2 separate regions of the Sus scrofa genome follow, and region 1 is linked to region 2. The links are chromatin contacts, called in public Hi-C maps. All regions are on one chromosome and are shown on one strand. The core of a region is the stretch at or near the end of the contact, and the rest is flanking DNA. Distances in the headings are between cores, read along the strand shown.

What was found. Hi-C and Micro-C count contacts between places; a contact is called where the count stands out from the background.
Region 1: a contact with region 2 is called in a Hi-C map of blood, with 5 times the contacts expected there. The contact joins two enhancer-like sites. A contact is called at or near these places in 7 of 47 Hi-C or Micro-C datasets (alveolar macrophages, blood, fetal skeletal muscle and 1 more) and 1 of 2 datasets of contacts at active chromatin or transcription factors (alveolar macrophages).

What each region holds. Positions count from the first base shown.
Region 1 is chr2:123,188,288-123,193,411 of Sscrofa11.1, forward strand. It overlaps a transcript of TNFAIP8 not described here. Among named protein-coding and RNA genes, the nearest start is that of TNFAIP8, 52 kb to the right of the region's middle. Within about 2 kb of position 2,249, at least 11 of the 83 cell types and tissues checked have an H3K27ac peak or open chromatin away from gene starts, as enhancers often do.
Region 2 is chr2:123,153,187-123,158,699 of Sscrofa11.1, forward strand. It overlaps a transcript of TNFAIP8 not described here. Among named protein-coding and RNA genes, the nearest start is that of TNFAIP8, 87 kb to the right of the region's middle. Within about 2 kb of position 2,660, at least 5 of the 83 cell types and tissues checked have an H3K27ac peak or open chromatin away from gene starts, as enhancers often do.

The sequences.
Region 1 (5,124 bases), core at 999-3,498, 35 kb after region 2:
TTTCCCAAAAGGAATAGCCTTTCCCACTGGTTGTCCAAGCTACTACCTGTTAGGAATCTGGAACTACTTCCATGTGGTTTGCTTGGTTCTTATTTGGAAGTCTTGAAGGAAATACCACAAACCTTAAGAAAGACTATAGGGTCAAGTAAAATAAAACATAAAACATTTGTTCTATGTTCCAGTTAGAAGTAACTTTCCAGAACATTTCTTTGCGTATTCAAGCACGTATATATGTTCACAAATAGGATCATACTACTGTATTTCATAGACTCTAAGATGCCACTGATTGTACATCAGTTTTCCGGACATTAAGATATGAAGAAATGTTCATTTTATAGTCAATAAAATATAGGATGTTACTCTTAGAACTGAGACATTTCTTTTTATTTATTTATTTATTTTTGTATTGAATGAAAGCTTCTTTAAATTCTTTAGGGCTTTACAATATCCAAAAGTTTCACACACATGAGTTCATATAATCCCATAATAACCTTTTTCCCCCCCCGACCCTCCTATATCACCTCTCTCTCCCTCTCCCACTGGTAATGACTAGTTTGTTCTCTGTATCTGTAAGTCTGCTTTTTTTATTTTATTCACTAGCTGTATTTTTTAGATACTACATATAAGTGGTTTTATACAGTGGAGTATAAGTTTTTATAAGTTTTTTAGAAATAGAATTATTGGATCAAAAGCTATGCACATAACACTTGTTTTAGTGCAACTTTTCTAAAATTCTTTTACTAGTGTCTCTGTTTTCAAGGTTGAGAAGGAGCCCAAAACACAAATGATCAGCTTCTGCTGGGGCCCCTTGTTGAGAAAATTTCTGGAAGGGTGCGTAGATACAGCTAGTTAAGCACCTATCTTTGTCCATTCACGCCATAGCCTTTCAATTCTAAGACAGCTGTTTTTCATTTTGTAGCATTTCTAATTGGAGATGCATTGCAATGTTGTAGTCCTTCCCCTAAAACTCCTGCTATTAAATTTCGTATGTTATAATTAATGGACTCAGAATACAGTGTATTTTAGTAAGTGTGTCTGTATATGTATGTGTATGTACATATGTGCATATTTGGAAATTATTCTTATTCTAATTTAATGTGAAAATACGGTTGTTTTTATTTTCCCACTGAAGCAGCTTTGGAACGAGCCAGAGTCTTATAGTCACACTATTTGTCTATCAGCAACTACTACTGTCTTTCAGTCTGCTTGTGTAATTTTATTTATTTAAAAAAATGTTTTGGCTGCACCCGCAGCATATGGAAGTTCCCGGACCAGGGACTGAATCTGAGACACCTACATTGCAGCTTCGGCAATGCCAGATCCTTTAAGCCACAGCACCGCAGGGGAACTCCTGCATGTGCAATTTTTAAAACAAGTATTCACTTACCAAAAAGCCCCTCTTCAAGGAAAACTCAAGTCACAAACAGCACCTTGGGAGATACTAATGCCATGTCACTTAGAATTACAGAATTTAGAAGCTGATCCCAACCTCTTTACCAGAGGAGGAAACTTAGGACTGAACATGTGGTATTTTGTGGATCTTGCCCAACTGATAATTAACAGTAAAAGAATATTATTAAGTGAATATTGCAGGGCTTGAAGGCACACCTGAGTCATGAAATGACAGCTTTGGGGCAAACGACAGCCCGTTCTCCTGTCCTGCTGATGTTCCCGCAGTCTTCTGCCTGCAAACTCTTTCAGGGTGATCTGTCTGTGTCATTTCCTAGGAGCCTGGCGTTGGCGAGTTTGGCCCCTCACACCTGTTTCTCACTTTCTGTTTAATTAATACAAATCTCCTGTATTTTCCTCTCTACCACTCTTCTTCTGCTTTTATTTTTTAGTTTAGCAGCTTATGTGCAGTACATCTCGCAGTCTGCACTTTCCTGCCTCTTGGCACCGAAAACTTCCATTACATCAGGGGTGGTCTTACGAGTAGGCCTTAAACAGCTGGCACTTAATAAATGTTCTTGGCTGTCTTGGCTTTTTTGGTCTTTTCTGAAGACTGTTCCAGCAGTGCACTGGCAGGGTACCTAAGCTAAAAAGCAAAAGCCGTTGTGCATGTGTGTAATGAAATTGCTGAAACTGTTTCTTGTTAACTGTCAACTGGTATTGAAGGTGACAGTTATTTACCTTTTCAGTTGCTTTTTTTTTTTGAAATACCAAGATCAAAGACCTCTTCTGCAGTTTCCTCCTCTGCATAAACCACAACTTCCTTCCTCTGTATTAAAAGCTCCTGTAACACACACTAGTATTCACCTTGCTCAACCTGAGTGGCACACAATAACTTTATTGGACCAAGATGCGGTGTGTCCTACATCTGTGGGTGCCCCTGTCTCTGAATGGATGACCTGACAACACACAGAGATCTGTTTAGAAGTATGTTTTGTTTTCATTTCTTACAGGAAAAAAAAGACTGTGGGGGTGCTCCTCACTAGTTTCCACCTTTTTTTTTTTTTTTTTTTTTTTTGGTTATGGATCCTTCCGAGCGTCTGACGAAAGCTTGAGGGGCGCAAGGCTTGGTAACCTAGGACAGCCGTGGTTCACTCCAGCATATTCTCTGGAAGTCATTCACTTCCAACAGTTGTTATTTAAATATGTTAAGGAGTTCCCTGGTGGCCTAGTGGTTAAGGATGCAGTATTATCACTGCTGTGGCATGGGTTGGCTCTCTGCCTGGTCTGGGAAATTTTACATGACACAGGCATGGCCAAAAAAATTTGAATGAAAGAATGAATGAATAGTATGTTCGCATGATGGCTCCCCAGACCAAGGAAAAGAACAGTAGAGGAAAGAGGGTGAGAGCAAGGTGGGAAGTTTTACACGTGTTTGAAGGTCAGGATTCACACTATGGGAGGAGCAATGAGACCAAGTGTGGGGATGTCTGGAGTGACCCTCCCTCAAAAGGCACACACAGCGCCCCAGTCTCAGGGCATTCTGATGCCTGAGGGCCCACTCAGGGGCTGCAGGGGGTGTGTGGGCCTCAGGTTGGAAAATTCCGCTCTCCTGCTAATGGCAGTTAGGTGTGGGCCCGAGGAATCGAGGGCAGACCATTATGTGAACTTCAGTCTAATGCTTCCCAGGTGTGATGTCTTGGAGAGTTGAGCTACTTCACCTTTTTTTTTTTTTTTGGCTTTTTAGGGCCACACCTGTGGTATATGAAAGTTCCCTGGCCAGGGGTCGAATCGGACCTACATCTTCCAGGCTATGCCACAGCTACAGCAATGTGAGAACCGAGTGGCCTCTGTGACCTACAACACAGCTCACGGCAGAATCTGATTCTTAACCTGTTAAGCAGGCCAGGGATCAAACCCACATCCTCCTAGATACTAGTTGAGTTCATTACTGCTGAATCACAAAGGTAACTTCCATTACTTCTTTTAAGCCACTGATTTCCCACTGAAAATGGGAAGAAATAAAATCAGGCACACAAGGGGGTGAGAGGCTTAATTGGGATAATGTGAAAAAAAATACCTGGCACCTAGAATTTCATCAAGTGGCTCTTGCTTTCCCTGTCTCCACCCATCTTTCCACTTCTCCTTCCCCAAGGAGATGGATTTCAGGGTGACAGACATCACTAACTGCACTGAGGCTACTTGTAGCTCTCAGAACTCAGGTGACTTTGCTGGGTTTGGGTGTTTCCTCAGTGCCCCTCCCCCACGAGATGCTGCCATGGGCACTGGAGCTGGCACGTTTCTGGTGGGCACTGTGTCAAGACTAGAAAGACAGGGGGCTCGCCCTGGGAGGCCCTGAGCTAGCGGAGGGAGCCGGGGCCTTATTCTCAAAACTGAACTTCCCCCCAGGACAGGAACCCCAGCCAGGGAGCCTTACTGGGGAAGGCACAAGGCTGTAGGGCAAGGCCTGTAGCGCCCCCTAGAGGGCTCCAGAACAACTCTCCACAGTGGAGGGAATGACGGTTCCCAGAACACTTGGGGAAGGCAGAGAACCCGACCTGGTCTGGGCTACAGCCTAGTATTAAAGCTGATGAAAATGCTCTAAAAGTAGGCATTTGCCCTTGTCCTTCTCCTTTTCTTTCCCTTTGTCTTTCCTTCAAGATCCAAAAACTCTGTACTCCAGAGGCTTAACTAATCTAAGGTGTTCATTTTAAAGGGACTCAAAAGGGGAAATGGCAATGCGAATTTTGAAAGGTAAAAATGAATATGAGCCTAATGCATGAACCCTTTTATATCAATGGGAGGGGAAAATGAGGTGATTAGCAAAAGTGGAGTAAGATTAGTAAGAAATGTGTGTGTTCATTCAGGAAGGAAGAACAAAGCCCAGGTTTGTGGAATGTGGCTATAAAGCAGAGGAATAAAATATCTACAGACCTGTGGTCCTTTTGAGGTTCAGCAGAATGTTACAACTGTTGTTTCTCCAGAATGATTACAAAGTCGGGAACTGGCTTCTTCATTGCAAAATATTTCCTCACCCAGTTTCCATCACATCCTTCAAAGACCATTCCTTCCCTCTCTGGATTATCTTTCTTCTGCATTCTTTGTATTTCTTCCTTTTTTTTTTTTTTTTCCTGGGCTCTTTTTGTTGTTCTTTTGCAAACTATATTTAGCTTCATAATATGGACTGTTGAAAATAGCATTAGCTGATAACCTTGTTATAAATCAGAATCGGTGTAAATGCAATTCTTATCTAGAACATTTTCAGAGGGAAGCCAGGCATTATGTTTATCCAGGAGGAAATGTTGGGTAATACAGAGCAGTACTGGCTGGATCTCTGTGCCTTGGGATGTTATTTCCCACTTTATCTGATAAGGCAGAGTTTGATAAAGCCAGGGTTGGCAGAGAAAGTGGGTAAATAGGGACATTCTCAATCTCAAATACTATCCATAAGATGGCAGATTGGTGATTTTCTGGGGAGCAGTCGGGCAATGTATATCAAAATTTAAAACACCTATAACTTTTGACCCTGCCATTCCACTTCTAGGAATTCATTCTCAGGTAATGACTGGACATATGCATAGATGTGTTATGCTCAAATGTATTCTTAAGATAGACCCAGGAATATTATATGTAGAAGAAAGTAATTGGTAACAGCCTAAATGATTATCAGACTTAACCAAACCTAGTTTAACTAGTTAACTAAGTTGTTACACTGCCACGTGGTGGACTAGTTGA
Region 2 (5,513 bases), core at 1,410-3,909:
TGGGCGCTTATGTTTACACCGGATTTCTAAAGACAGCTGCTTTTCTAAAACACAGCATAGGTAGAAAGAGCTACACCTGAGAAACTCAGGGGCAGAGGGAGGCAGTAGTCGAGTGCTCCGTGTTGAAACAACAAAATCCTTGAGTTACTTAAGACTGATAATACTATGCTTCCATAAGTTACTTTTATCAGAAGTCAGTACTGTCTCCAGGTAGGATCTATTTCTGCTCTAAAAGACAGGTTTAATTGATAGTAGCCCAGTACTTTCATCCATTTATGAAATGATTCTCTGGTTGCTGAGGTCCCATCCAATTGTAATAGTCTCTAAATTCTTCTGTATCTTAGTTTACTCTTGCTATGTTTTTGCTGTGAAAGTAGAGATGCCCGTAAAATTTCTGCACTTTCTTGATAAGAATTCATTTAAGAGATGCTGGTAGGGAGATGACACGTTAAGTAGAAATTATTCATTGAGATGTAAGGAAAGCAAAAATATGTGGCCGAGAAAAATAACCAGAACAGAGCAGACTTCAAGTTGCCTTTGTGCCCTGGCAGATGAAAGTTAGAGGTGAGAAATCACTTTAAATGCTGCTTATCACTGCAGGTGTTTTTATCCTAGTTTCAATCCTGTGTTACATTTCCACATGGTTTTAACTAAGGAAACATTATGCTTTGAAATGTAAACATATGACTCCATCTGTCTTTAAGGAAAGAAATAATTATCACACTTAATTAAACACCTGGAAACATTTATTGCCACCTTCTAATTAGATCTGTCATGGGGCGTTAAGTCAGCAAATTATTGTTAATATTCTAGCTGGTAATACAGAAGGGTTTTTTTGTAAATTTTTTTTTGTGAATGCTAGTTCCCCTCCATACACATCACTTGCCTCTTCCACTCTTTGCTCACTTTTTGAGTTTTCCATCTATCTTGAGTAAATAATAGGCAAGTGGACTGCCATCTACGTCCCTGTAAAATATGAATAATTTAGATACTGAGTTTTTGATATTAGCTCTTTGCGTTAACAGACATGGGCCTTATTAACCATTATATCCATTTAAACTGTCTCCTCATTTAAGAGTCATTAGAAATTACTGAATATAAGAAAGTTCCTCCCTAAGGGTAGTGATCCTACATAGATGGTCCTTTAAACTTTTTTCTCTAAGGGAAACTTTACTGTGCCTTTTGTTCTCATGTGTTTAAATTTAATGGGAAAAGGGGTGGCACGAGCTGGAAAATCTGCTTATCTTTCTGTCTCAATTTTCTGTTTCTGACTATATTGCTAGATATAGTTATCATCTGTGTAATGAGTGTTGTGAGGGCAGACTGTTCTGGAATCCCAACAGAATGGCAGAAACTGAGGGCGAGCACACACACTGCAAGGGCCAGCAGTAAGATTATTTTATGAGGCCGGTTCTCTACAGTTCTTCATTCTGTTGAAATTGGAGGAAAGGGCGTGTGGAGAGAAATGATTACAACCCAACAGTACTCATTAGGAAATGCTGTGGGGTGGGGGGAGGAGCAGTTTTATTTCTAGGTGGTTTATGACTTGGGAAACTTCAAATAGCTGGTGCTTAGAGCTGAGGCTGCCATAGTGCTGAGCACTAGAGAGACCTCCTACTTAATTGATTCAATTAATCCTTTTCTGCTTGGATCAGGCCCTTGAAAGGAACATTTATGTCTTGGAGGTTTCATTGGTACTCAGTCAGAACTGAGCAGGGCTTTCAAGAAGAATAGTCCATTCTCCACCCCCTCAGTGTTTGCCTGGTACAAATTGAGGGAGTTGAGCATGGAGTAACCTCCAGGAGGCAGAGGAGTGTGGGTGTGAACAAATAAAGACCACCTGTTTTCTCAGGGAGGCAAGGGAACATTAGTGCAACTCCAGCACCAAGGGCCCTGGCTTGGGCAGTGGGGACATGCCCATGGGCCAACCTGGATAAAAATGGGATGGTTTACCTCAACATGGCATTCTCAGAGACAGTAAGCTCTGCTATACAGAGTTTAAGAGAAGTAGTGCCAGATTAGCTTTTATCACCCCAACTCTCCTCACACTGCCCACATCCTGCATTTAGCACCAAATGCACACAGTGAGAACTCAACAAACACTGAAAAGAAGCTTTTAACACCCCAACAACATTTATGCTTCCATGTGCAGAACATTTTACTTCCTGCTCTCCTGTCTCTGGTTTTGATGACTTTGGCCCTAGGGTCTGAGCCGATGCAGTTTCTAGACTTTGTCCATCAGTGGTGCTTCTCAATAGCTAAAAGTGGATGCTTCATTGTGAGCTAAAAAAAAAAAAAAAAAAAAAAAAAAAAAAAAAAAAAAAAAAATTACTGAAACTTGTTGCAAAATTTAAATGAGGTCAAATAGTATCAGGTGAACATCAGTTTGCATTCTACATTTTGGCCTTAGGAGGAAATGAGCTCTGGGGGTAGAGGTGGGGGCAAGATAATTCTAGAATGTGAGAGGCAAGTGGTACTTGAGGAATCATCTGGCCCATGAGCCTTAGATGGCAGCGTTGGCTGTTTACAAGTTATACACGTTTGGAGGTGCATCCCCTCCAGCTAGCTTGCAGGAGCACCATTCATTCATGCAGCAGCATTTATTGAGCTCTTGCTATACGCATGGCACTGTGCAACTCTCTCATGTTCCCATTGAAGCCTGGGACTTGCACAGAAATCTTTGTTGGTGAGAACAGGTCCCTAAATGTAAATTGCTGGTGGCAAAGATGGGTTCAGAGTTCTGAGTTTCACAAAGGAAAGTAAAGGCACTTGCTTAGGACAGTATAGGAACTATTTTCAAAGTATTTTTATTTCTCAATAATAAGAAACTGAGATAAGCACCTTTCTTCTGATGCCTTTTTTCAATAGCCAGTGGTGTAACTGCAATAAATCCAATTCCATATGATTTTGTTTCCTTGGCTTTTCATCTCAGGCCTAGAAATTACCTAAGGAAACTTGTTATAAAATGTCACATGCTCCACAGTAATCAAATAACATCCACCCATCCTTTTAGAGAGGAATTGCTTTTTCTCTAGAAGCAAGTGTTTATGGGTCAGAACCAAGGTAGCAAAGACTCAGAGCCAACTACAAAGCTAGATGGGCATCAACAAGTTTGTTTTCCTAGGGTTATGCTTTTTTAAATAGAGCGAAAGAGGTTGTAGACCAACATGATGATGTTTCTCTGGAGGTGACTGAGAGCTAGGCTTGCAGGAATCCCCTACCCCACCATCAAAAAAGAAACAAAAAAAGGGGCAAGACGTCACAGGAGTGGGGTTCCACTTGAGCAACCCAAGATGACTTATAAACAAATCAGGATTTGTTTTTTTAATAACAGAGAGTGGAATTAAGTCCAAAATTCCACTTGTAGTTTCCTTAAACATTGGGAATAAAGATGACTTTTAGTTTGGTCAAAAAGTGGTTGGTTCAGATAATATTGCTGGAATCAGCTGGTCATGTCTCAGCCACCATTGGCTGTGTGACTTAGGACATTCTGCTCTGAACCTGTTTCTTTACCTGAGAAGTGGGGATAATGTTTCTGTCATAGGGTTGCTGTGTGGATTAAAGCAGGGTGTTCCTCTCCTCCTGTTCAATGTGCAGAAGCAAGTGGGTGACTTTGTTGGATTGGCCAAATCGCTGTCATTTCAAGATGGTGTCATTTCAAGACACCACTGTCTGCATCCTTTACCACTTCGGGCTCCTGAGTCGTCTTCAGGCTGTTACGCACGTGGAGATGCTACAAGGGACTCCTGCAGAAATGCCACCGTCCTCTGAGAAAAATGGCAGGCACTGTGTTGGCAAAAGATTGCAAAGTTCGAAACAGTCTGTGATGACTCAGACCTTCAAGAAAGAAGTCCAGTACTTGATTCCACCCCTCTCTGATCAGGAAACAACTCCCTTTTCCCCCTTTCTTTTCTCTTTATAAAGATGAGATCGTTTTCTGGGAAATGGCTGGTGTTTGTTTCAGTACTCTCACTGCCCTAGAAGGGCAGAGCAGTCTAGACTTAATGATGGAATTCCTTCAGCCTTGGGGTGCAGTGATAGGCCCCCAGTGACTCACAGAGCATGTACCTGGGAGAGGCGATGAGCTCAGCCCTCTCTCAGCGTCTGGTGATGGCCTCTGTGTTGCACACACTTAGCCATTTTGCTCCGTGGCTTTCATGACCTGAAACAACTGAAGGCTCCCAAAAAGATCAGCTGCTCTTCTTGCCAAGGTGAGAGACTCTGTGTGGATAAGGAGCCTTCTGGGGAAGCTGGGCGTCCATGCCACGGGTCCTGGCCCTGTGCCCCAGGTGGGCTGGTTTGAGGAGGCTGTGATCTTCGCAGCTGCAGAAGTGATCTGCCAAATAAAACTTGGAACTTGTGCAGCATGCCAATTTTTTTTAGGGCTCATCTGGGGCCAAGGCTCCCAAGCTGACTGCAAGTTAGAATCACCTGGGAAGACTGACCCCAAAGGTATAGCTTCTTGGACTCTACCTACTGCAGCATCACAAAAGCCGGGCCTGGGAACCTGCATTTCTACCCACCCCTCATGACTGATCCACAGCAAATTGAAAACCCTTAGCCTGGGAGACTAGTTTTAATGTCTTGTTCTATAAAGATTATTCAGGCAGCAGGTACCTGTAGGGTTTTTTGTTCTTATTTTCCTTTTTTTTTTTTTGGCACTGGAAATTGCAAATCTGTTGAAAGTACAGAGTAGTTTTGAAGTTTAAAGAAGACTAACATGAACATGCACAAGATAAACACCTGTATACCCATCCTAAGAAATAACAGTGGTTTTTTAAGTAGGTCCTCACTGGGTGGAAAAATGTTGACCAACAACCAGGTCAAGAGCAAAAAATAATAACCAAAACCAATAGTGGTGTCCCACAAGTAGATCCAGGAATTGAAAGCCATGAAGCAGAGACACCAGGGAATCTGCTCAGCACTCATTCATCTACAGTTACCCATTCACAATCTAGACTCTGAGTCACTGGCCATGCTGACCTCATTTCTGAGTGTGCCGGCTGACTGGGAGGACACCTCATGTCACTTTGTAGATCACTGACATGGGATTGGTGTCCTTTTTCCAGGAATGACACCTGTTGAGAGGAGGCCCCAGGCCAGAGACTCTGGAGTTGACGGGGGTAGAGTGGGGCTTGTTTTCCCTGCGCTGGGTCCTGGTACCTCCAGGAAGCTTTTCTGTTCTGAAAGTGCCCCTCTCATTTTGTAATGGTGGTCAGTGGGGGAACCGGAAAACGGACTTTGCTTTGTAGGCATCTTGCTGTAACTTCCTCCTGCTCCCCCCCAGCCCTCCCCCTCTTCCTCCACTTCCTCTTCCTCCTGTTCCTCCTCCTTTTGCTTTTTTTGCCTATTGAGTTGTGTCAGTACTTGATACTTTCTGCCTGATTTCTGAATTCTGGTCAGTTTTCAGTGTATCATTCTAATGGGGGCCTCGAAAATGATGAATAATTATGGTCAGCCACGGATGCTACCTAGCACTAATTTTAGTAGAGTCACTCTTTTTTTCCCCTCTA